Regions from separate parts of the Mus musculus genome. Here all the other regions are linked to region 3. The links are chromatin contacts, called in public HiChIP or PLAC-seq maps. All regions are on one chromosome and are shown on one strand. Each heading gives the region's core, a stretch centred on a gene start, on an enhancer-like site or on the middle of the called end of the contact. The rest is flanking DNA. Distances are from core to core; before and after follow the strand shown. Region 1 overlaps Ssh2 (slingshot protein phosphatase 2). Region 2 overlaps Ssh2 (slingshot protein phosphatase 2). Region 3 overlaps Ssh2 (slingshot protein phosphatase 2). Region 4 holds the start of Slc6a4 (solute carrier family 6 (neurotransmitter transporter, serotonin), member 4). Region 5 holds the start of Coro6 (coronin 6).

Region 1 (2,700 bases), core at 113-2,612, 130 kb before region 3:
AGACCCTGTCTCATGAAGAAAAACAAGATGTGGTACACCCCCCACTCTCATGCTCCTTAAACAAGTAAGGAATAATATAAAACACAGGCACGAATTTACTCATTATTAAACAGAAAACAAATGTGAGAAGCATGGATAGCTCTAGTTAGACAGACAGCCAAATTACAGGCGAAACAGGACTAGTCAGGTATGGGACAGTTAATCACAAGAAAAGCCAAGAATAAAAATTTAGACTTAAAAAAATGTAAAAAAAAAAAATCAATTGTACCAAACATTGGACTCCACAGCCACATTTGCACAGATACCATTTATTTGCTTTGATTGTATGTGCCCACCACCTCCTTATCCACTTTCCTTGCTGCTGCATCCCCTTTCTTTCTCCACCATCTACTGCCTAAGTTATAGATATATGGATACAATTTATTCTTATTTTATTGTTTAAAATATGGCTATCCTGGGATGGGCATAGTAATGTGTCTTCAAAAGGTAATGTAATTTAATAGCAGTTTTAAATGTTAAGAAGTTTAACAATTCTATACATAATATATATATTTTTTCTGAGTTAGGGTTTCTTTGTGTAGCCCTGGCTGTTCTGGAACTCACTCTGTAAACCAGGCTGGCCTCAAACTGAAAGATCCATCTGCCTCTGCCTCCCAAGTGCTGGGATTAAAAGCATGCACCACCACCACACAGCCAGTATCTTATTTTTAAAACTAAAAGTTGTTGGTGGGATGCAGAGATAGCTCAGTGACTAAGAGCACTTACTCTTCCAGAGGACATGATTTCAATTCTCATCACCTATGTCAGGCAACTTACAATTGCGTGTAACTTTAGCTCCAGGATAGTCTACTTTCTTCTGGACTCTGAGGGTACCTGTACACATGCACACATACTCACATACTCACACACATACACATACACATACACATAATTAAACAACAACAAAAATATTTTAAAAATAAGCAAGGCCTTACTGACAAGAGTGCTGATAAGATACAATGTCCTTTTGTTAACTCACAACCCTAAACCAAATGATAACACCAGAACCAGGGAAAAACAGGGAAGTGGCTGTATGACGAAATATCTGAACTTCTGCTTAAGAAAAACTAGGTTAAAAAAAATAAACCTATGCGTATTAAAAATTGGGAAGAACAGACATGGTTGTCAGGCAGGCTGTGTTTTTTTTCCCCCTCTTTTTATAAAGGAAATTAAAGTTTTAATGTGTTTTCAGTTTTTAAAGAAGGAAAAAGAGAAGGCGAGAGGAAGGAAGGAAGGAAACTAAGCAGGGCTCTGAAGGAACCGGCCCCGTGGGAACAGTGAAGCACACAAACACATGGTTTGCGTAAGCGACATTTTAGAGACATCTGCCTTTGTGCAAGACTTGAAAAGTGGAGCTGTGGTCAACAAGTTTTTCTCTGCAGTGAGGGGTGGGGCTCGAGGGAAAGTGAGCTGTGAAGAAACCAACAATTACTACCCTCAGGGCAGAAAAATGCAAAGTTTTTAGGTTAATGCCTGTGTTTATTGCCTATCTCTGTCCAAGATGCCTTCCATCAGCATGTCTACTAGTCAAACAAGGAAGAACTAAAGCTGCCCTTGTCTTTTTCTTTTAAAATTTGTATTTTTATGTTTATAATTATTTTATATGCATGCATGCATGCATGTGTACTGCATATGTGCCTCAGGCTTGACACAAAGCAAAAGAAGCTGTCAGATCCTCTGGAACTAAAGTTACAGATGGCTGTGAGCTGCCATATTGGTGCTGAGAATTGAACCCAGGACTTCTACAAGATCAGCCAGTGCTCCTAACTGGCTAAATCATCTCTCTAGCCCCTGGCCATGTGTTTTTATTTAAGTGACTGAGGCTCTTTGCCAACAATACCATTTAACTCTTAGGTAGAGCAACCCCACCCCTGTGGGAGAATAGATGGGGCAGAACTTACTGTTTAAATTTGCCTGTCACCTCCCTACTTGTTCTCACTTATATAGCTTATTATATGCAGAAAAACTCAGATAGAAAATGAAGATAATACAACTGTTGATCTGCTCTACTGCCTTGTGTTTTATGTGTGTTCAATTTCATTTGTTTAGTTTGATGAATATTTTAGGTCTATACTGTTTTCTTTTGCATAAAGATACTATAGGAAGGTTATCATATTGCTTCATAGTGTGCCTGGGGTAATGCATATATAGTTAAAAAAACATGGTTTGAAAACAGTAAGAGGGATGCCAAAGACTGAGGTACACTTTAAAATCTCCTTCAACTCAAAACACTTTCAACTGACTTGCAAAGTCCTCCGTTGTGCTCTTTCTTGAACTTCCTTTTCTGAGAAGCTGGGTGTGTTATACGGGTTACTGCCCTACATCTGTCTTCTGGGCAAGCTGACTACAAAAGACTTAGAAATCTCTTGTTCAGATTCCGGAACCTTCCACAGGCCTTACAGATCATCACTTTTTCACTTCTGTGACAAAGGAATGCCATATATAGGTTTGTCTAAATGTGCTAGGTTAAAATGAAACAGCTAACCTATCACCCTGTTACTTCCACATAGTTCAAAACCACACTTTCCTACTAGTGAAACTATCAAGTAGAGCAGAAAACTACATCAGGGAAACCAAAGATAATCAACTATATAGAGCCCTTAGGTCTAACACAACACATTAAAAGGAAGGCAGGAAAGGGCTAATCTTTCTGTAGTTATA
Region 2 (2,813 bases), core at 245-2,744, 200 kb before region 3:
AACTATTAAAACAGAAAAAAAATACAACATGAAAAATACCAACAGTTTAATTATACCATCCTTCTTAGGTCTTCAAGAGGAAGAGTAAACCAGCCTTTTCTAAGCTACCAATGATATTTTGAGAGATGTAAGAAGTTCTTTGCATTTCTGACATATTGCTGTGGCCCTCATGCTCTCACTAAGACTGTAATCAACTGAGATGTTACTATAGAAATAGGTTACTCAGAGGTCACTGCACCAAGAAGCTCCCTCCAACAGACAACAGCTGGCACAACCAGCCAAGTACCCAGCGCTGCTCTGTGTAACTACAGTTAGAGGATGCTGGGATCACAACTCTTACTCTCTGAGAGCCACCATGTGTTTCCTATGATGTGAAAACAAGATCCAGAAAAAAATACTATTAAGGAACAACCAAACTTTGGAAGTTGTCTCTGTCTAACTGCCTTTCAGAGAGTTCCCCCTTCCTCTGTAGACCACTCCACACAGGTGACACCAGTGAAATGGAGGGACAGTGAGGCTTAGTTGGATTTGGTTCTAGAACATTCTTTATGAGCAGTCCTGGCGGTCAAAAGTGGCCTAAATGATATCCCTAACCTGGACATCACAACACAAGAGATTCCAGAGATACTTTTCATGCCATTTTTCTGGGGAGTTGGTATGACTGTGATGGTTGGAGGCAGGTTAATGTCAGTGGAGAAGGAAAAAAAGAACATATATGAATGTATGCTTTTTTGGTAATCATGGAGAGAAGAAATGATGAGAAACAACCTTTAACACATAGTGGTATATATATATAAAGAATGACTTAAACACTTGGGAGATGAGGCAGGAGGCTTAGGTGCTTTGACTACATAGTAGGTTCAAGGCTAGCTTAGGGTATGTGATAGCCTGTCTTTAAAAAAACCAAAATGTGTTATTTTATGAAAAAAAAAAAAAACCCAAGAAACCAAAAACAAAACAGTAAACAGAGATCTACAGACAGGGTCTCTCTATGTGGTCCTTTCTGTCCTAGAGTTTGATATGTATACCAGGCTGGCCTTGAACCTACAGAGAACTGCATGTATCCAAGTGCTGGAGTTAAAGGCACTGCATATTGCCTTCTCTAACTCTAAACTTCATATTGATGTTTTAATTTTACAGATGGGGGTCAAGTGGGGACTAGAAACACCAAGTAACTTCTGAAGGTTGCAGCATACGGGTGAACTAGGAACAGAAACCAGATCTAATGATGCAAATTCTGTGTTTTTTCCTGTCTGGAGTTTGCCCTCCCTTTATGAATCAGGCTCAGGAAGTCGGGATGGAACAGAAAAGGAAAGGAAAAGGAAAGAGGAAGTGTGATATTCTGGTTTATGCTGCCCTTCATATCCTCATTTAAATTTTTTTCCTGAGATTCCTTTAACATCTAAGAAAAACCACATATTGGGGGAGGTATACTGGGGAAGGGAAACCAACCCAACAGCTTGCAGTAGCCTGGGGCTCCAGAATAAATACTGAAGTTGGCAGGACACGTAGCGTCCTTCCTCTCAGGAGGTCACATGAGGACATTGCCTAACATCCGTTATGTGTGTGTCTGGGAACATGTAATATTTATGTTCTCCTCAAATGCTTAGGTACCTTTTCCTTGTGCCAAAAAGAACCCCCGTGCCCTATCCTCTGATTTAATGTGAAAGTATCATCAGAGTTGGTGCTAGAGACCTGGAACTTCTGTGAAACAGAGGATTGGGTATTTCCCAGCTTCTCAAGACAGAGGCTCAGATGAAATCATTCCAAATGCTGAGTAAATGGGAGGGAGGGCTGTTAGTGGAAACCATAATGCTATGCTGTGGTCACATTTTCACAATTCTTTGGGGCTGGAGGGTGGCCCCTCTGCGTGGATAGGCTGGAAGGCTATTTAACATTTTGTTCTGTGGAAACATAGCCCAGATTTGAGAGTCAAGATCAAGTCATGAGACTTGCTGGAGTCAAACCCTGGCACCAGCTGCAACTGCTTTTAGACAGCTGTGCTATTGCTCTAAAAACACAGCCTAGAACTGTTCACAGGGAAGCAAACCAAGTCTATCAAGCCAGAGGATTTCAGCCTGTGACAGCTCAAGAAGTTGATTCTCAAGTCATTTACCATATGATGCAAGAGTAGCTGAAGGAGATTTTTTAACTCTGAAAGGTAATGGAATGAGAGGCAAAGAAAGCCACTCACAACCCACCTGGCCAGCAAGATCCCTTGGTATTCTTCCAGTTGTCTCATGAAGCTGGGGTTAGGCTTGGTCACCGTTCGTCTTTCCTTCACATAGTCATAGGCTCGATCCAGATTCCATCCATACTCCTTCATTGCATAGGCAATCACAGTGGAGGCTGAGCGACTCACCCCCATTTTGCAGTGCACAAGACATTTAGATCCATGTTTCCTAGTTGGGAAAGTGAAGTGAAAAAGGACGCTGATAGTACAGTGTAAGAGCTGGGGTTCAGGTTCCTGTATTGCCCTCCCATTCCTTTTTTTTTTTTTTTTTTTTTTTTGCTATGCAATGTTCTCATCTTGGTACATCCATGTGCCTCTATGATCAAATATGAGGATTAAGTAGGCAGCTTTAACTGTACTCTTAAATAATATTTGTCTGTCTGTTTTTTGAGACAAGATTAATCTTAGTAGCCCTGGCTGTCCCGGAATGAACAAACCCTGTAGACCAGTCTGGCCTTGAACCCATACATTCACCTGCCTCTTCCTCCCCAGTGCTAGGATTAAAGGTGTGGCGCCACCACTGCTGAACTCTCTTTTTTTCACTTTTAATATTAAGCCTATTAATCCACTCAGTAAAGAT
Region 3 (2,820 bases), core at 245-2,744:
CAGCTCAGTCTCCATCACTAGAATGCTATACCACCTCCACAGCCTGGAAGACAAGTACTTTTCTAGACTTAAGTTTATTAATCATTAATTCCTGAAGAGCTTAGTTTTCTGCTAGAAACAGATACAAAACAATAGATTTGTAAAGGCAACGATCTATTTGAGGAAGAAAGGATGGACAGTAACAAGAATGATTCAGGAAAAGAGGCCCAGACACAAACACTGAAGCCACAACTATGGGCATTTTAGAGCTCCTCTCTGGCTCCTGAAACTGTGTCTTTGGAATTACCCTTTTGCAGTGGAAACTTTTAGTTTCATTGGAAAGTCAATTTTGTCACATGATGTTTTGCTGGGGCACACAGGTGAAAGAAAGGATGTCTTACTAAAGCAGACACAGGAAAAAATGTTTCCTGAAGCAGACTCAGGTGAAAGGATGTTTGGATATAGCAAACACGTAAAAGGACACTTGATGAAGGAGTATAAATATGACCCCACAGACAGTGGGAGATGAGCACTGAACATTGATTTAGTTTGCTCTGCCTTCCTATTCTTCGTTAAAGACACGCATGTATTGGTTCTCCTTACATAGCGTTGTTGAGCTCAACTTGTGGTAAGGATACCATTGAGAGAAACTTGCCACAGAATTGCTCATGAGATTCCTGCGGCAGCTTGCTGCTTCCTCAGCTTTGCCTCAGGCCAGTTGGCTAGCCTTGCAGTTTCCTCAGGATTGAACTACAGTTGCTGGTTCATGCCTGGTGTCTGTTTGCTGAAAAGACTGGACTATAGCTGCTGAGTTGTATTTGGTGTTTGCTAAGGGACTGAACTGCCAAAGAAGACTGAGCTCGGCCCCCAACCCCAAAGAACTACTGCTGAACAGGTCCACTCCCCCCCCATCCTAATAACTTTTCTCTTCTACTATGTCTGCTGGGTGGTGGGCTAAAGGAGAGGTTGAACCCTATTAAAAGTAGGTTGTGCCGGGCGTGGTGGTGGCACATGCCTTTAATCCCAGCCCTTGGGAGGCAGAGGCAGAGGCAGGAGGATTTCTGAGTTTGAGGCCAGCCTGGTCTACAGAGTGAGTTCCAGGACAGCCAGGGCTACACAGAGAAACCCTGTCTCAAAAAACCAAAAAACCAAAAAAAAAAAAAAAAAAAAAAAAAAAAAAAGTAGGTTGCAAAAAATGTATGTCTACACCCTTTATTCCTTACTGCATCCTCACCTCTTCTTTCCTAATGAACTCTTCCCCTCAGCAGAAAAATAGAAAAATATTCTGAAGATACTTCTAAATAAGCCAGAAATTTTCTCTCTCCTAAACTCTCCTCTAATTTCTTTCATCTCTTTTCTTTTGAGAAAAAAAGGGGCTCTTTCCTAGCTCTTTCTTCAGCACTAACTTCTAATTCTGTGACTGTGACCACCTATGTCACAGTATCAGCACACAAGCAGACAGTGTCCTAACTCCTATGTCACTTGCCTTCTACCCTTGCTTCCCCTGACCTCCCCAGGAGATCTGAGTTAACAGTGACCACTTCCTTCCTCTTTTGTTTAAAGTCTGTGGTGCCACACTCATCTGGAATGACAGCAGAATTCACACAAAAAGTGGGGGGTCATATACTCTAATGGATATCCCAAAATTAATATGCTGAAACTTATTCACCACTGAATGGTACGGTATTAAGATGTAAAACATCAGGAAGTTATTAAGTTATAAAGATAAAACCTTCACAAATAGAATGGCTTATATAAAAAAGGTACTTATATATTCTTTATCCCTTTTGTCCCTCCACTATGACAAAGTGACAAAAACACAGTCTTTGTCACTTCTACTGTGTGGCAATAACCCAAATCTATTGGGACCTTGTGTAGACTTCTCAGAGTCAAAAACTGTAAGAAATAAATGTCTGTTATATATACATGACCTAGTCTGAGATCTTTTGTTAGAGTATCAGAAATGGAGTAAGAAAATATTCTTGCCCATATGGAGCACACACTGTACTCGAGAACAAGGCAGAAGGATCTGGAGACTGAGGTCAGCCTGGGCCACACAGAAAGACAGAGTTCCCTTCCCCACAACAAGCACTCATGATTAAATAGGTTTGGTATTAAAGTTAAGCAAGTTAATTACTATAAAGCTTTTCAGATCTTTTAAAAATTTATTTATTATTTGTGTGTATGTGTACGTCTGCCAGAGTTTATCTATCCCACATAAAGGTAGGTGCCCCAAGGCAAGAGGGCTTCAGATTCCCCGGAATGAAAGCTACAGGAAGTGTGAGCTGCCTGATGTGGGTTCTAATAGAACCTCAGTCCTCTAAAAGCACTGCAAGAGCCATATCTCCAGACCCCAATTTTTTTCTTTTTATTAATCATTTTATTTGTTTACATTTCAAATGCTATCTCCCTTCCCAGTCTCCCCTCCACCTCATACTCCTCCCCTTTGCCTCTAAGAGGGTGCTCCCCCATCCACCCACTCACTCTTACCTCACCCCCATAGGATCCCCCTTCTCTGGGACATCAAGCCTCCACAGGACCAAATGCCTCCTCTCCCACTGGTGCCAGATGAGGCAGTCCTCTGCTACATATGAAGTGGGAGCCACGGACTGGCCCATGTATCCTCTTGTTTGGTGGTTTAGTCACTGGGAGCTCGGAGGGGTCTGGTTAATTGTTTGCATATAAATCTGTGCATACATGCCTAGTGCCCACTCAGGTTGAAAGTGGCACTGGATCCCATGGAGCTGGAGTTATGGATAGTTATGAGTTGCCATGTAGGTGCTGGGAATCAGACCTTTAATATACTAATGTACACTTGAGTCTACAAGATAGGATTCTACA
Region 4 (2,700 bases), core at 11-2,510, 240 kb after region 3:
CAAGTATGCCTTAGCACACAGGGCAGAGTCAGTCTTTCTTTCTCTCTTCTTACCATGCAAAGTCTCTACAAGGCTCCAACCCAGGAGATTTCAGAGATTAACTGCCAGGCTAGGTCCCTACTTTTCATGTAGCTTAGTGGTACGATGTCTGCTCCGGGTACAAAAGACCCTGGATTCAAGCCTCACAGCTGCCCAAAACAAGTAAGATATTGCCTGCACTGCAGAAGAACCCGCCCATCAGCCTTTTCTGGAGCAGTACCTCTCGCTGGGGACCAGGGTGGGAGAAGGAAGCTATCCACAGCTCCACGAAAAAGTGAAGGGCCATAGTCAGAGCTGTTTCCCCCTCCATGTCCATCCAACAGCCTCCAACGCTGTCTTGGCTCTCTATTACTTTTAAACAAACCCCAGTGTTGTTGTTTTCTCAGACATGTTTCCCATGTAACTGAAAACACATTAAATATTTGATTTCTCCCCTTACTACGATGAGAGCTAGCAGGTCCATAAATAATCCATTGACCTGGTTCATTTTTTCTGGACAAAAAAAAATGATCATAAAAATACATACACACCCTTCAAATTCTTGAGCACTCTTAACTAAAAAGAATAATTCAATATGCAACACACACACAAACGCGAAAAAAAAAAAATCTCGGGCCACCAACCAGCCTTTTAGAAACACCCCCGCCTCCAGCAACTGTTGGTTACACACTTTAGTATAGCACAGCCCACTGGTACTTCCATAAATTCTGAATGGCCTGTGAGCTGTCTGAGTCGGCTCGCGCTCCGCAGTGAGACCATTCGAGCGCACAGAGAGAGGCTTGACCCTCTTAAGTGTCTCTCAAAGGTTTCTCTGGTTATTTGGGCATTTGTGTCTGCCAGCGTCTTTGCATAAAGCCACCTACCAGCCCTTGTCTCAAAAGTAAAGCCCAAGCACGGAATCACGGCTGGAAACTACAGCAACTTTTGCCAAAAAGCGAGGCTGCGCTGGGCCAGCTCTGGGTCTCCAGGGTTTCCATCGGGTCCCTCGAAAGGACCCTGCGCGGTGCAGACAAAGGCACCCGAAATCCAGGCAGTCAAGCGCGGGGACCGAGGGCTTCTAGAAAGAAGCGTGGGTTAGAGACAAAAAAGAAAAGAAAAAAAAGAGAGAAAAAAAGAATAAGAAGAAAGGGAAAGCGACCCACCTGCGGGAGGCGCGGCGGCGGGTCCCGGGCTGCGGAGGCGGCTCGACCCTCGCGCCCTCGAGGCACCGGCGCGGCCGCTGGAGTGGCGCCGCCCGCCGCGCTATTTGTACTTGCGGCCCCTCACATGGTCTGATCTCTAGATAGCCGCCGCCAAAGAGCTCCGCAAGAATTTTTGCGTCACTTTGAGACCGAAGAACTTTGTTTCTCTGCTACCGCAGCTGGAGGGGGGGGGGGGAGGGGCGGGGTCCACGCTCCCTGTCCGGTGGGAGGGCGGCAGAGCCCCCCACTCATTCCTGCACATACAGCAGCCAGGGCGCAGGGCCGGGCAGGGCAGGGCAGGGCGAAGGATCTGACTCTTCTGCTTTTGGACTAGTGTGGCTGGAGGATGCTGTACAAAACGAGGTTCACTTCTGCCCTTACCAAATCTGCCCTAAATTACGTTAAGGTCCTGCTCCGTGTCACTCCCTAAGAGCATTCTTTCTTGACCACAGCCGATTGCGGACCGTCTTTCCAAGGACTCCTGACTTTGTCTGGGTTCTCTAGGTGGAATGCGAGCTTAGTCGGGAACCTCCCCATCCCGATAGCAGCCTACAATAAGCACCCCCGGGAGGATCTGAGAGTGCTACTTAGCCACAGGAGGAAAATTTTGCAGAGAACATCGGTGTTGGTCCGCGGACCCGCCTGTGCCTGTGGGGTTGGGCACTGGACAAACTACCAGCCTTTCAAGCCGCTCAGTATTTCGACAGGAGCACTGTTTTCAAGTCTATATAGATTGTTTTGTTCACACACACACACACACACGCACACGCACACGCACACACACACACAGCTTAAAAATGAATTTAATGTTATCACATTCTTTTTTTCACCAAAATTACGGGAGCTTTTTTTTTTTTTTTTTTAAAGAGCAGATATGTTACTTATTTTGGACTGTGTCTGAGGCAGAGAAGTCAGGACCCGGGCCGGCCAGCCTGTCTCTTCTCATCCGGCCAAGCGAGTGAGGGAGAGCTAGAAAAGAGGTAGTAATGGCGAGTTCGGTGTCTGCGAGAAAGCCCCGGCGCCCCTTTGTTCCAGAGGGGCTCGAGCCCAGACATCAGAAGCCGCAGCTGGGCTGCGCTGGCACCAGGAAGGGCTGGTTGGTTCACTGTCCGCAGGTGTGGGCGGTTCCCGGCCGCAGGGATCACCAGTACGAGGCTTTGGTGCCACCTAGGCTCCAGGGCCGGGAATGCAAGGAGCGGCCCTAGCGATGTGGGGGAGCGGACTGGCTGGGGGAGCTGACCTTAGGCAGGCCTGGCCATTCCATGACCCGGAGAACCCCAGGGTCCCAGGGTCCTCACTGGGCCCCTCCCTTTCAATGAACACACGTGTCTGCTGTCTCCCTTCCGTGCCTGTAACTCCTGTGCAGACACAAGGCTGCCCAAGAACAAGTTTGTTCTGAGGAGGGGTCCAGGCAGACAGAGGAGCAGGGCGGACTTGAGCATCAGCTAAGACTCCCGTCTCCAATCTGACCGTCCCCATG
Region 5 (2,874 bases), core at 309-2,808, 220 kb before region 3:
CTGTGTTATTAGTTTTCTCTTTGCAGACCTTTTTCAGAATTTAACCCCACCCCCACCCTCAGTCTACTCTTTGAACTTTGCTGGAGATGCACAGTGTGAATGCCTTTGTATTAGGAAGTCTGATTCAGAGAGACAGGCTGACCTAACAAAGTACCCACAGCAGGACACGGAACCCAGACTCAAGTTAAGGTCTCATTATGTTGATTAGCCTAGGCTGATCTTGCCTCGGTCTTCCCAGTGCTGGGCTCATGGGCGTGAACCCACATGCCCTGTGAGGAGGATGTGCTTGAACCTGTCCCCCAAGTTGGAGGACCTTTGGCAAGCCCCTGGAGAGAGAGGTCTGAGTGAGTGACTCTGACGGCAGTGGCTTAGCCCCTGGGGCAGACCTCTCCCTTGGTTTCACCTTGGAGTCATAGGCAGCACGCAGTCTTGGTGCTGAGTGTCCCTTACCAGGGGCTGGCACTCGTCTTTCTTTTTGTCTTCATGAGTAAGTTGTGGGAGCTCTGAAGACTCTGCAGGGGTTGGCATTGGCCCAAAGCACATAGTCTGGGAGAGAGGGTGACTAAATGCCATTGACATGGCAGTCACACTGGGGGAGGAGGTGGCTCGGGCTGAAATGTGAGCCCTTGGGATGCTGTCTCTGGATGGTGTCTGCATTGTCCAGCGTGAGTCATAGGCTATTGTCAGGCCTGTCCTGACCCCACCACTTGTGAGGTCTTCTTTAGCAAGGTATAGGGCTCAGTATCTAGGTCAAGGTTATGCTTTGGGGTATCTCTCCTGGGGTACAGATGGCTACGTGTCTGCAAAGGTGGCAGTCAGTGCCTGGCCCTTTCCCTCATGTGCAGGGGAGGGAAGGCTCTGACTATTGTAACTTCTCTTTTTAGTTTCATCCCACTCCCAGGATCAGAGTCTGAACACCTCTCTCTCTCTCTCTCTCTCTCTCTCTCTCTCTCTCTCTCTCTCTCTCTCTCTCTGTATCTCTGTCTCTCTCTGTTTCTGTGTGTGTCTGTGTGTCTCTCTCCATCTCTCTGACTCTGCCTTTCTCTGACACTAGGTAAAGATAAGGTTAGAGTCTGACTGGACCTTGGTCTGCTGTATCCCAACCATCTCCATCACTAACACCCATCTTGGTTTCTGCTAGGAACACAGTGCTCTGTGGCCTAGAGATCGGGCGCACAGGTCACGCTGATGTTGCTGTTCTCCACCATTCTTTGTGGGTTTGGCAAAGACAGAGTACCCAGTCCACACAGACTGCCCTTCTGGAGGCCTGGACTTCAGTGAGAAAAGGCTAGTGTGGGATATATCCCAGAGACCCTAGCCAGTGCCCTCCCAATTGCTTTCTTCCCCTCACCCCTCACCTTGGCCAGAGGCAGGACAATGAAGGCACCTCCACCTCCAGCCTCCACAATAATGGCTAGAAATTTGGGGTTGACGGCACAGAAGGCGCTGTCCCATGTGACCTTGGATACCCGGATGTCCTCATAGGCCTGGTCAGCCTTTGCTGCCTGACCAAACACGTGGCGGAACTTGCTCTGCCGAACAACACGCCGGCTCATGGCTGGGGCAAAGATAGGGAGTATCAGAGTCTAGAGGCACGTTGGTCCTTAATCCTGCGAGCTGTGGAAGGGAGGAGTGAGTGAGTAGGATTATCTGGCCAGGATCTTCAAAGTGACCAAAGTTGGAGGCTGGTTTTTGACATCTGTCTCATGTTGTTTAATATGAGGGACAAGGATGGGGAATCTCACCGCTTCTTAGACACACAGGCTAGCCGGGATAGCAGAGGCTGACACAGGGCTGAAACTTCCTCCAAGACCTAATGTTTTGAGGAGGAATATCAGGGGGTCCCCTCATGCTGCTAGTCATGTATGAGACCTCTTTGCAAGTGTTTGTCTCTCTGAAAGGCTCCCCACCCAACACCTTCTCTTTTAGTCAGTGGACCGTAGCTCAAGGCTAGGTAGGACTGCAGCCCTCAAGATCCCATATTCACATCGCTGAGTTCAAGCCGGTGTGTCTTTTTCTACAGCTTGGCCAAGAGAAGAGGTCCTTTTGTTAGCCCTGCTTCCTACTCTTTTTAAAAGATTCCTCCGGTGGTGTGGGGTATGTGGGAGTAGGGCGATCTTCCTTCTGTCTATTTCCCCATGCACTGATTTCTCCGGATGGGGTGGGGTGGGGGAGTCCTGGCTATGGTCATCTGACACAAATATCATACTTTGGTCCAGCCTCTTGGGTGCGATGCCTGGGCTGGCTAGTCCGTTCTCTTGAGGGTGGGGGCCCTCGACCCCACCTGCAAGGACCAGATGTGCAACCAGGGAGGAGGTGAGGTCCTCTTTCTGGTTCTACGACTTCGGCTTCTGGAGCTAGGAGCTTAGCAATGCTTGCTACTTTTCCCAAGGGGACACAGCAGGTTCTCCCAAAGGCCAACTGCTTCCTGCCCCTCCCCTGCCCGGGCATCCTTGTGCCCTTCAAACCACTTCTGTAGCCCCAGGCCTGAAGGCCGGCCTACTCGCCCCCTCCTCCAGCCTCCTGCCCCGGCAGTGCGTTCCTGTGAGACTAGGTGTCTCCTCGCCAGCCGCTGTCCGGCCAAATATAGACACCAAGTCCGCCCTGACGAACTGAATTTAGCGGCGGGGGGGGGGGGGGGCGCAGACCTCTGCCCCCTCCAGAGACCCCGCCCGCGCCGTTGGCTGCGGTGGCGGAGGCAGGGAGGGGGGTACCTGGTCCTAAGCCGGGCGGGGGTGCTCACGCTGCGACTCCTCTGCGGAGCGGGCCGGGGTATGCGAAGGGCCGAGGAGGCGGCGTCCGTGCGTCCGGGCCAGGGTGTTCCGGCCGCTGCCTGCGGCTCTCGGCTGCGGGCTCCGCTGCAGTCCCAGCTGC

Evidence for each region. HiChIP or PLAC-seq counts read pairs in DNA pulled down with a chosen protein or histone mark.
Region 1: a contact with region 3 is called in an H3K27ac HiChIP or PLAC-seq map of the HPC-7 cell line, with 5 times the contacts expected there. The contact joins two enhancer-like sites. A contact is called at or near these places in 1 of 15 datasets of contacts at CTCF or cohesin (the NIH/3T3 cell line), 1 of 484 Hi-C or Micro-C datasets (nephron progenitors) and 3 of 115 datasets of contacts at active chromatin or transcription factors (the 230-238 cell line, the HPC-7 cell line and bone marrow-derived macrophages).
Region 2: a contact with region 3 is called in an H3K4me3 HiChIP or PLAC-seq map of bone marrow-derived macrophages, with 4 times the contacts expected there. The contact joins two enhancer-like sites. A contact is called at or near these places in 1 of 484 Hi-C or Micro-C datasets (bone marrow-derived macrophages), 5 of 115 datasets of contacts at active chromatin or transcription factors (the 230-238 cell line, the HPC-7 cell line, bone marrow-derived macrophages and 1 more) and 1 of 9 other capture datasets (embryonic stem cells).
Region 4: a contact with region 3 is called in an H3K4me3 HiChIP or PLAC-seq map of bone marrow-derived macrophages, with 2.5 times the contacts expected there. The contact joins the promoter of Slc6a4 here to the enhancer-like site in region 3. A contact is called at or near these places in 1 of 39 promoter capture datasets (neutrophils), 1 of 115 datasets of contacts at active chromatin or transcription factors (bone marrow-derived macrophages) and 1 of 9 other capture datasets (pancreatic islet).
Region 5: an H3K4me3 HiChIP or PLAC-seq map of the 230-238 cell line shows a contact between it and region 3, with 15 read pairs. The contact joins the promoter of Coro6 here to the enhancer-like site in region 3. A contact is called at or near these places in 1 of 484 Hi-C or Micro-C datasets (bone marrow-derived macrophages), 4 of 115 datasets of contacts at active chromatin or transcription factors (the 230-238 cell line, bone marrow-derived macrophages, embryonic forebrain and 1 more) and 3 of 9 other capture datasets (adipose tissue, embryonic stem cells and liver).

The regions. Positions count from the first base shown.
Region 1 is chr11:77,371,078-77,373,777 of GRCm38.p6, reverse strand. The region is part of intron 2 of Ssh2 (slingshot protein phosphatase 2); the gene reads right to left. Among named protein-coding and RNA genes, the nearest start is that of Coro6, 91 kb to the left of the region's middle. Within about 2 kb of position 1,362, at least 135 of the 459 cell types and tissues checked have an H3K27ac peak or open chromatin away from gene starts, as enhancers often do. A contact at or near this core is called in the 230-238 cell line, the HPC-7 cell line and bone marrow-derived macrophages, where this site is marked.
Region 2 is chr11:77,441,447-77,444,259 of GRCm38.p6, reverse strand. It overlaps Ssh2 (slingshot protein phosphatase 2), which reads right to left. Exons shown (of 15, transcript NM_177710.4): 13 at 2,202-2,402. Among named protein-coding and RNA genes, the nearest start is that of Coro6, 21 kb to the left of the region's middle. Within about 2 kb of position 1,494, at least 132 of the 459 cell types and tissues checked have an H3K27ac peak or open chromatin away from gene starts, as enhancers often do. A contact at or near this core is called in bone marrow-derived macrophages, where this site is marked.
Region 3 is chr11:77,238,540-77,241,359 of GRCm38.p6, reverse strand. All of the region lies in intron 1 of Ssh2 (slingshot protein phosphatase 2), which reads right to left. Among named protein-coding and RNA genes, the nearest start is that of Gm24989, 5.1 kb to the left of the region's middle. Within about 2 kb of position 1,494, at least 71 of the 459 cell types and tissues checked have an H3K27ac peak or open chromatin away from gene starts, as enhancers often do. A contact at or near this core is called in the 230-238 cell line, the HPC-7 cell line, bone marrow-derived macrophages and 1 more, where this site is marked.
Region 4 is chr11:76,997,157-76,999,856 of GRCm38.p6, reverse strand. Slc6a4 (solute carrier family 6 (neurotransmitter transporter, serotonin), member 4) reads right to left here and starts at 1,260. Exons shown (of 14, transcript NM_010484.2): 1 at 1,182-1,260. RefSeq lists cis regulatory regions at 1,354-1,361, 1,555-1,788, 1,338-1,788, 2,266-2,700 and promoters at 1,210-1,554, 1,210-1,788, 1,210-2,700.
Region 5 is chr11:77,462,595-77,465,468 of GRCm38.p6, reverse strand. Coro6 (coronin 6) reads right to left here and starts at 1,558. Exons shown (of 10, transcript NM_139128.2): 1 at 1,359-1,558. The coding sequence starts at 1,556.